Regions from separate parts of the Mus musculus genome. Here region 1 is linked to region 2. Evidence: chromatin contacts called from public HiChIP or PLAC-seq data. All regions are on one chromosome and are shown on one strand. The core of a region is the stretch at or near the end of the contact, and the rest is flanking DNA. Distances in the headings are between cores, read along the strand shown.

What was found. HiChIP or PLAC-seq counts read pairs in DNA pulled down with a chosen protein or histone mark.
Region 1: a contact with region 2 is called in a CTCF HiChIP or PLAC-seq map of the NIH/3T3 cell line, with 8 read pairs. The contact joins two enhancer-like sites. A contact is called at or near these places in 1 of 15 datasets of contacts at CTCF or cohesin (the NIH/3T3 cell line), 14 of 484 Hi-C or Micro-C datasets (the HL-1 cell line, cerebellar granule neurons, embryonic stem cells and 4 more), 1 of 115 datasets of contacts at active chromatin or transcription factors (astrocytes) and 1 of 9 other capture datasets (embryonic stem cells).

Annotation. Positions count from the first base shown.
Region 1 is chr10:120,058,390-120,062,887 of GRCm38.p6, forward strand. The region is part of intron 21 of Grip1 (glutamate receptor interacting protein 1); the gene reads left to right. Among named protein-coding and RNA genes, the nearest start is that of Helb, 52 kb to the right of the region's middle. Within about 2 kb of position 3,037, at least 40 of the 459 cell types and tissues checked have an H3K27ac peak or open chromatin away from gene starts, as enhancers often do. A contact at or near this core is called in the HL-1 cell line and the NIH/3T3 cell line, where this site is marked.
Region 2 is chr10:119,874,327-119,878,976 of GRCm38.p6, forward strand. All of the region lies in intron 1 of Grip1 (glutamate receptor interacting protein 1), which reads left to right. Among named protein-coding and RNA genes, the nearest start is that of Grip1os1, 24 kb to the left of the region's middle. Within about 2 kb of position 2,610, at least 31 of the 459 cell types and tissues checked have an H3K27ac peak or open chromatin away from gene starts, as enhancers often do. A contact at or near this core is called in the HL-1 cell line and the NIH/3T3 cell line, where this site is marked.

The DNA.
Region 1 (4,498 bases), core at 1,787-4,286, 180 kb after region 2:
CCTGGTCTGGCTGGGAGTGAGTGCTGGGGACAAGAGGGTTTGGGGAGTGCCGGGGTGAACCAAAGGTTATGTAGTTTGGGGGGAAGGGGTGAGACTATCTAGGGTGGACAATAACGTGGGGAGGCACTCCAGGAATCTCAGGCGCAAGACTACATTCCTCAGGTTAGGTCTCTGATCCCCCAGAGAAGAGGAAACCCTCCTGACTGAAGCGAGTCCACCATTTTGCACTAAGGGCTGATTTGCGGCTAAGGGCTGTCAAGCTCAGTGAGCAGTACAGTTTCCCACCAATCATCCAGCTAGTCGTGTCATGGGGAGCATTTCCTATTCCAATCATAACATTGATAGAACCGAGTTATCTTCCCTCCGGCCACGCCTGCTTGTCATTAAACCTTTGTCATAAATTAGTGGTGGCATGGAATGGGGCTACTGAAGCAGAAAACCCCCCTCCCTTCTTAGGTGGAAGAGATCCAAGCAGAGTCTGAACAAAGGTGAATGTTTCAGTCCCCGAAAGATTACAGTAGAGTAATTTCTACTATGCAGTAGATCAGAGCTGAGAGTGGCCATTGTAGGTGTCATGAATGTCTGTAAACATGCTCCCTGTTGCTTTTCTGTTTCAGTCTTTCTGGTGGTGGTTTGCCACGGGGCTAAAGTTGGGATCCATTCGTGATCAAGAGATGATGAATGGATAAAAATGAATGAGAACTCCTTGTCATTGTAAGATACACAAGGGAAGTCAAAAGCTCAAGCCCTCCTGGGCTGCAGGGCACTAACATCACCCCATACAAAAGCTTGTCTGTTAGCTTCTTGACTGCGGTGGTCAATCCCGACTGATGGAACTGAGAGACGCCTAGGATCTTAGTAAACACACCTGGGGCATTTCAGAGACATTTCCATCAATTACCTAGGGACAGCTCTGGCTTCAAGGATGTCGTAATCCATTCGTAGATTGGAAATTTGAGTACGTTATTGGGAGGTGGTAGGACCATGGAAGGGGAAGCCTAGTTAAATGAAAGAGATGTGTCTTTGAAGGGCACATCTTATCCTGACGTTTCTTTTCCTTTTGAGACAGATTCTTGCATAGTCCAGAATGGCCTCAGACTCATTATGTAGCCTTAAACATCTGACCTTCCTGGTTCTATGCAGGGCTATGGACCAGACTGTGGGGTTCATGCATGCTAGGCAAGCATCTTACCAAACTGAGCTCATCTTCAGCCTTGTGTGCACTTTGTATGCTCTGTCTCTGGTCTCTGGCAACCATGATGTTCAGCCTCGCTGCAGACTCAGAATCAGCGTGGCCCCCAAAGACTCCATAGGTACAAACTGACACAGTAAATGGAAATGCATCCTGCCTTAAGTTGGCATGAAATCATGTCTCAATTTGTTCTCCTTCCATTGTTTACCCCTTACTTTCTACCTACATTCTCCTCTAGCCCCCCAACCCCCCAGTTTCTTCAGTCCTTTGAGAAAGTCTGAGCTCTACATGGTCCATTATTCATCCACTATGCCTTCATTGCTGTTAGGGTCATTGATGAAGGCAGACTAAACTATACATTGTCCACATTCATATTGAAGGCAGACTCATTAGCTGCTATTCCTGACCCTTAGGGAAAAAACGACATGCAGGCTCACATCCACAGGTGGGAGGAAACCAGGGCTGGAGTGATTCGGTACTCAGGGTGATGGTGTGGTAAACAGTGGTGCTGGATCTACTATGGACTTCTGTTTCTCCAACTTTCTCAAAGCCAAAGCGTACTGAGCTCCTAAACACGGTGCACACTGACTTCCTATCTATGAAGGAATCCAAACTTCCCAGCACAGTGTACACTGGCATTTTTGCTGTTGTTGTTTCTTAAGTACAGCTTGTATTGAACTAATTCCAAGAGTCACTAACAGACCTTAGACAAGTTTGAAGAGAGAAACTTTAGATAGTTGTTTGGGTTATAGGTGCGAGGTGACCGTCACCATGGAGTGCTTGTTAAAATGCAGGGTCTCTGTGTTTTCAGGGACGCTGAGCCAGGGACACGGACACTTTAGCAATATCGTCAGTGGATTCTCTTGAGGTCTAAAGATTGAAAATCATGGGCAGACGTCTTGCTAGTTCTAGATAGTATTCTGTTTTAATGCAATCACAGACACAGAATGGTGGGAGGGGAAGCGAGGCTACACTTCGGGCCCTGGAGCTTCCATGCTTTATCTTTAATATGAGCTCTGTTTTCTGCTGCAGCTTATCACAAACGCTTTCTCTTTGTAGATAAGGGACAAGCAATCTTTGCTGTGTTTCGTTGATAACTGTCCGTTTTTTTTTGTCCCCTTTGGAATCTTAAGCATCCTTTGGTGGCCACTTGATCCATCTCTGCGATGAGTCACCGCTGCACTTCCACACACACCTCCAGGCACCAAAGCCAAATCAAATCAAAAGCTCTTTTGCAAGAGGACAAGTTCCTCGCATTCAGCCCAATTGAACTTTAAAAATGATTTCCTATTGACACTCACTGGTTCCCTGCTGTGCATGACTTCCAACAGAATTAAGTTTAGCATTTAGTTGTATACAGCTATTGATATATGTCTTTTGACAGAAGGATTCTTAAAATAATTTTCCAGGGTTCTCCCCCCCCCCCCCCCCCCCACACACACACACACACACTTAAGGCTGCTGAGGACTCCACCGGAACATTTGAGTCACTCTGAGTCACTCTGGAGACTCAACTATTTTGTTTCTCCTTTCTTTTTTATTTGGGGGGTGGGGGTGGGGGCGGGGTTGGAGACAGGGTTTCTCTGTATCGCCCTGGCTATCCCGGAACTCACTCTGTAGAGCAGGTTGGCCTCAAACTCAGAAAGCTGCCTGCCTCTGCCTCCCCAGTGCTGGGATTAAAGGCGTGCGCCACCACTGCCTGGCAGGAGCATCAGCTTTTTCCTCAGCCAAGCGCGCACGCACGGTGCATTTGCAGGCTGGGAGTTTTGTCAGAGTGGAGCCAGTGCGGTGATGCTGCTCTACTCCTTGGACAGAGTGCTGCGGGGGGCCACCAGATTCTTCTGTAACCCCGCCCCCTGGTTAGGAATGGGCGTGGCCCTAGGAGGAAAAATGAAAGGCAAATACCTCACTCTTTCCCATGCCTCTTTCTTCACTAAATATTTGAGGTCACCGTGGTGGATTACAGGAGTCAGCGGGGCCAGGCACAGACCTCCTGACTGCTGGCTCAGGACTGCCTGCAGCGGAAATCACGGGAAGCTAAAAGCAGCTCCGTTGGTGTGTGAACTCGGCTATCATCTGTAGCCATGCTTTGCTGGGCTCCCTTCTCTTCAGAAGTAGAGAGAGTATGAGTCTGGCTTTTCTCGCTTCCAAAAGAGAGAGCAGGGCCACCTGCTAGCAGAGGAGGGAAACCTCACAAGGCACATTTTCCCAGGTACAGTCGACCTCGTTCAGTCTTACTCCAGCTTTCCTCGGCTGTCCAAGCGTGAGCTAGAGCCAGCAAGGACAGGATGCAAAGCCAGGAAACTGCTCACTCAGAGAAGTGGAGGCTCTTTGCCTGTCACTGTGTCAGCCTGGCAGCCAGCTTATCCCCCGTGGTGCCAAGGGCAAACAACAGTGTGAACACTGTTGGGGGACCATTGGCTAGGGTGACAAGGAACAGACTTTGGGTTGCACATTTCAATTAAACAGTGGCCCCAGAAATCCTCAAAATGCATGTTTTCCATCGCATTCCCATGGATGCGGTTCTATCCTTTTTAAACCTTACCACCACCACAAAACAACAACAACAAAATTTGTGGGAAAAAAAGGCTCATGTTTAAAAGAATGCCTTTTTAGAACAGGGCGTGGCACACGCCTGTAATCCCAGTACTTGGGAGGCAGAGGCAGGAGGATTTCTGAGTTCGAGGCCAGCCTGGTCTACAGAGTGAGTACCAGGACAGCCAGGGCTACACAGAGAAACCCTGTCTCGAAAAACTTATTAAAAAAAAAAAAAGCTTTTTTTTTTTTAAATTTACTTGAGTGACCAAGGATTACAGCAATGACAAAGCTCGTTTAAAGAGCAATCAAGAGGTGTCTTATCAGTCAGTGGCATAAGGAGTCTCAGACGGTATCACTGTCTGTTCTAAAGGGTAACTTGGGAGTCCTCTGCACTTTTGCTAGGCAGAGCCCACTTGGTATTTTGTCATGTTTTGCAAGCTGTCCACCGCTACAGTCGGGGGAAGATATGTCAAGTGGAGGTGACACCCCACATCTCACGTGACCTTCAGTGGTCCTGTGAGACAAGCTTTCGAGACAGTGTGCCTCGTTGCTATTCCTCATGTTCTTTATGAACTTCTGTCATGGATCCGACTCCCCAATGTCCCTGTCTGTCTCTGTGATGATTGGTTTGTAGGTTGTAGAGGTTTACATCATCTCTAGAGTGTCCGTTTAAGATGCTGGGTTCGTTCTCTGAAGGTCAGACTGCCTCACCGGTGTCCCCGTGTTAGGGGAAGAGTGCTCTGTACCTTCCCTCCACACAGTTTGCCG
Region 2 (4,650 bases), core at 1,360-3,859:
GAAATCAACTTCTAATTTATTAGACACTCCTATATCAGCATGATTATAACCCACTTAAAAACTGAGGGTTGCTTCTCCACTGATGGAATGTAAATAAATACATAGCAAATGACAGCCAGGGGCCCTGGTTATTAGGGAAATACCAAACAAAGCCCTTCATGTATGTGAGGGTGGCTATTGCTTTATTAAGGGGAAGTCATTAATAAAGAGAGAGAAACTGGAGTCCTGGTGCTTTCCTGGAGGGAATCTGAAACGGGTTCAGCCACTGGGAGAAAAGGTTTGTCAGTTTCTCAAAAGGCTAAGCACACAACACCATGTGACCCAGCAATTCCATTGCCATGTCTAAACCCATAAAGGACTCAAAGAGTTACAGCCATGTTCATAGCAGCATTTTCTATAGTGGCCAAAAAGTGGCCAGTACCAAGCATGCCTAATCAAACTGAGCAGAGTGTGTGTATGTGTGCGTGTTATATATATATTAGATTTATATATATTTGTCTCACTTAGCATGACAGGTTATCTATCTACCATTCATGTAAACTATGTACAAAATTTCAGAGTATTCCATATATAAAATATATATCCCATATAGTATATATTTATATATTATTTTATATTATATATTATATAATTATATGTTATATTTAATGTTATATATGTATGTATATTTAAGTGAGACAAACCAGGCTCAAAATTATAGATACAGTATAGCACGTTTTATATAAGAAACCTAGAATACAGACAAGTTTATAAAAGCAGAAAGTCGAGGGTTTCTAGTTATTTTAAAGATAGAGCATCACTATGCCACCTAGGCTGGCCTTGAATTCGCGGCAGTCTTCCTGCTTCAACGTCCTCAGAGCTGGGATCATAGATAGGTGTGAGCCTCCAGCCACCTGGATGGAAATCTCAACTTCTGGTTAAAAGAATGATTTGCAAATGTCAGTGATGCTGACCAAGAAACACTGCAAATATTCTTAGCAGCACTGAGCTGTATGCATGTATGCGTAGAACAGTATTTAAATGGTAGGTGTTATGCCTACCATATCCCACAAAATAAAAGGTTTGCTTTCTAGAATCTCTGTGCCCTACCATTTTTCCTCAAGATAAGCTAAAATATTCCAAAATAGATTAATCTGTTTGTAATCTTAATTCACTCTTTATGCGCTGCCATTGAAACTTAGGAGTGTGCACATCTGTGTCAATTAGTGGAGTAGGGTGGGAAGGGATGTGCTGAGTGAAAGGCCTCGTGTTTAACCTTCCAAACTCCCATGGGAGGTGTGCAGCTTAACCCTTCAGCTGTGAGGAGAAAGTGGCTCAGGAGGCCAGAGATGCATTGAAGGGAGAAAAGCCATTAAAGAAGACACAGGACTTTTCCGGAGCTTCCCAAAGTCTTAGTTTTGTCCCTGTGCTCTGGAAGGTTGAAGAATCCTCAGGGAGGTAAGACCTGCAGCACAAGATCAAGTCCGCTGCCCCTCGGTGATGCTGGGTGTTCTCTGGACCTCTCTAATTGCTGACATCCATCCTAGATGGACTTGGGGGATCCAGGAGAGAAACTTCCTAGGTCCATAAACAGGAATATGAGTCAAAGAATAAAAATCAACTCATGACCACAGTCATGTAGACCTGTGTGAGGGGGAGGGAATTTCCAACATCCAGCATCCTCCTGGCTGACTTGACCTAGTATTGAGAGATATCTCAATAGACCATTGGCAGAGATGGTTCATGAACCCTTGGCCCTAGGCTGGGGTGGCTAGAGCAGTGGTTCTCAACCTGTGGGTCTCGACCCCTTCTGGGAGGGGGTCAAAGGATTTTCTTACAAGGGTGATACATCAGAGATCCTGCATATCAGAGTAGTTATAATTTATAACAGTCGCGAAAATTCAGTTACGAAGTAGCAACAAAAATAATTTTATGGTTGGGAGAATCACAGCAATGTGAGGAATTGTATTTAAAGGTCGCAGCATTAGGAAGGTTGAGAGCCACCTGTTCTGGAGAAAAACTAAGTAACTGATTTTCTAAGGCAATTGTGACATTGTTACCTGCACACAGCCTTAGTCTTTAGCTTCTGTGGAACCAGGAGAACTGAATTGGTGGTGTCAGGAATGGGGCTTGAGTCTCTCTGTCACTGCCCTCAAGCTCTGTGACGCTGAGCGGGTGTAGAGTATACACGCCAGCTCCATACACTATGTATATTGCAGGGCCGATCTCAGCTCTGCAAATGGAATGATAGGTGTGTGTTTGCCCTGACTCTAAAGGGTCTCCCTTAGAGCGGTGTGAGAGATAGACATTCAACTCTCATCAATTATGTGATCCCTCCCCCAGCAGTCAAAGTCTAACAGGAAGTCTAACAGGAAGGCCAGTGTTTTAATCTCATCCTTCAAACCCTCTGTACATTCTTGGTTCTCTTTGGATGTTGCTTGGTTCTTGGGGGATCAAATTGGATGCACAGCGTGTACTCATCTTCTTTTGCAGCCATTTTTAGATGACTTCACTCTGTAATCACCCTTGGACTTTTCTTCCTCCCTTTTGGTTTTCATACTCATGTAGATGAAACTGGAAATGTCTAGTACATGAGTCATGTGTAGTATTCATCCGTGGCACACTCCCTTTTCTCTCCTGACTCAGAACGAACACAGGAAGCCAATTGCCACAGTCTCCCTGAAGGAGACCTAGACTATAAATATTGGGCTAATAATTTTGCAAGTGTGTCACCAAAAAGAAAGCAAGAACTCCCGTTTGTATGGTCGGGCAGTTGCAGGAAAGCAGCCAACCATAGCTCGCTCTATTCCCATTTTGATTCTAAGATGGCCTGCGACTTACAATGTAGTATCTAGGTTTTGGAATGTATAGTTCTTAAATCTTGACTTGTGAGCATCATGTGCCCGTGTCAAAATGCCTTGCACAGGTTCTACTCTCTCTTTGAAACACGAAGAAACCTCTTGGTTCGAGTATTACTTGTTTGCCTGTGGCTCTGCAGTTGTTTCCCTATTTGAATCTAATGTGTGCATGTTTATTTTACTTGGTTTTGTATTTTGATCTTAACTCATTGGGTACTTTTTTTCTTTGCATTGTTATTACCTAAGGAAGAGCCTAAATAATAGAATCTGCAATAGTCAAGTGTCTATAGAAAATTTTATACTATGTCTGCTCATGCTGTATACATTCCTGAATTACCTCTTTGCTATTTGTATACATTTATCCATCTATCATCTATCAATCTATTTATCTGCCTATCTATCATCTATTATATATCTATCTATTAAATACCTATCTACCATCATTCTACCTATCTGTCTGTCTGTCTTTCTATTTATCTATCTATCTATCATCTATCTACCTGTTTGGCTGTCTTCCTGTGTGTGTATGTATGTATGTATCTATATATCAATGTATCTATGAATCTATCATCTATCAATCTATCTTCTACCTATGTACCATTATTCATTCTTTCTTTCTTTTCTTTCTTTCCTTCTCTCTTTCCTTCTCTTTCTTTCTGTCTCTTTCTGTCTCTTTCTCTCTTTCTTTCTTTCTTTCTTTCTTTCTTTCTTTCTTTCTTTCTTTCTTTCTTTCTACCTACCTACCTACCTACCTATCTCCAAGACATAAGGCTCTCTCACCAGACCTGAAGCTACCAATTTTGCTAGACTTCTTTGATAACAAGCACAAAGGATCTTCCTGTCTCTGCCTCCCCAAAACAAGGACTGCAGGCTAGCACTCAATTTTCTTTTTCTTCTTTTACATTGCTTCTATAGATCGTAACTGGTGTCCCATGCTTGTCTAAAAAGCACTATACTGACTGGACTATCTCCCTAGCTCATATTTTAGATATCCTGGCTTATGTGTGTATGTGAATATATTTTTTATGGCAACAGATACATGGGGATTTGAATTTCTGGGCATTACAGACCCATCAGAAATACCTGCATTACTTATTTTTCCCCATGGGATGATCTGCACAGGGTCTTGAGCACCCTGGACTGACTTTGCCTGTCACTGTAGGTGCCGGTGAAGATTTTCTCTCCTCAGCTAGCCGACTGCATCCAGTGAGCTTTTGGTCCCCAGTTGTTTTGCCCGTGTGACAGTTAATCAATGTTAATTTCGAGGCGCCGAATTCGTTGTGCGTGCTGGTGGGTCTCTGCCAGGGCCTCATTATGCACGTGCTTTCGTGAAATGCCTATCAGTGTTTGTTTTTACAGCTGCAAGCCTTTTATGGCCAAAAGAGTTATGGAAGAAAACAACAGAAGTGTATTCAGCAGTACTATATACCCAGCATGCTCAGGGAAATCTAGGGACGGGGGCACCCCAATCAATCACACGGTCTGATTCACATGTCTTTTAAACGGCAGCTGGAGAGCAGGACAGCCTAAGATTCCCTCCCTCCCCTGTTCCCCACCCACCCTTCCTCCGCTTCATATGGAAGATGAATACCAATTCCACTAGTTTCTGAGAATTCTCCCAGATGTTCTTTAAGTAGATGTAAACAAATAAAATTCATGCTCATATGCTTTTACAAAGTACAGCATCCCATGACTGTTATGCTCATTGCTTTTTTTTTTTTTTAAGAACTGGAAAATGCCTCTGAGAGATTTCCATATTGACCAAACAAATGGTTCAACATTCTTTGTATGTGCACACTCCGCTTGGCTTTGG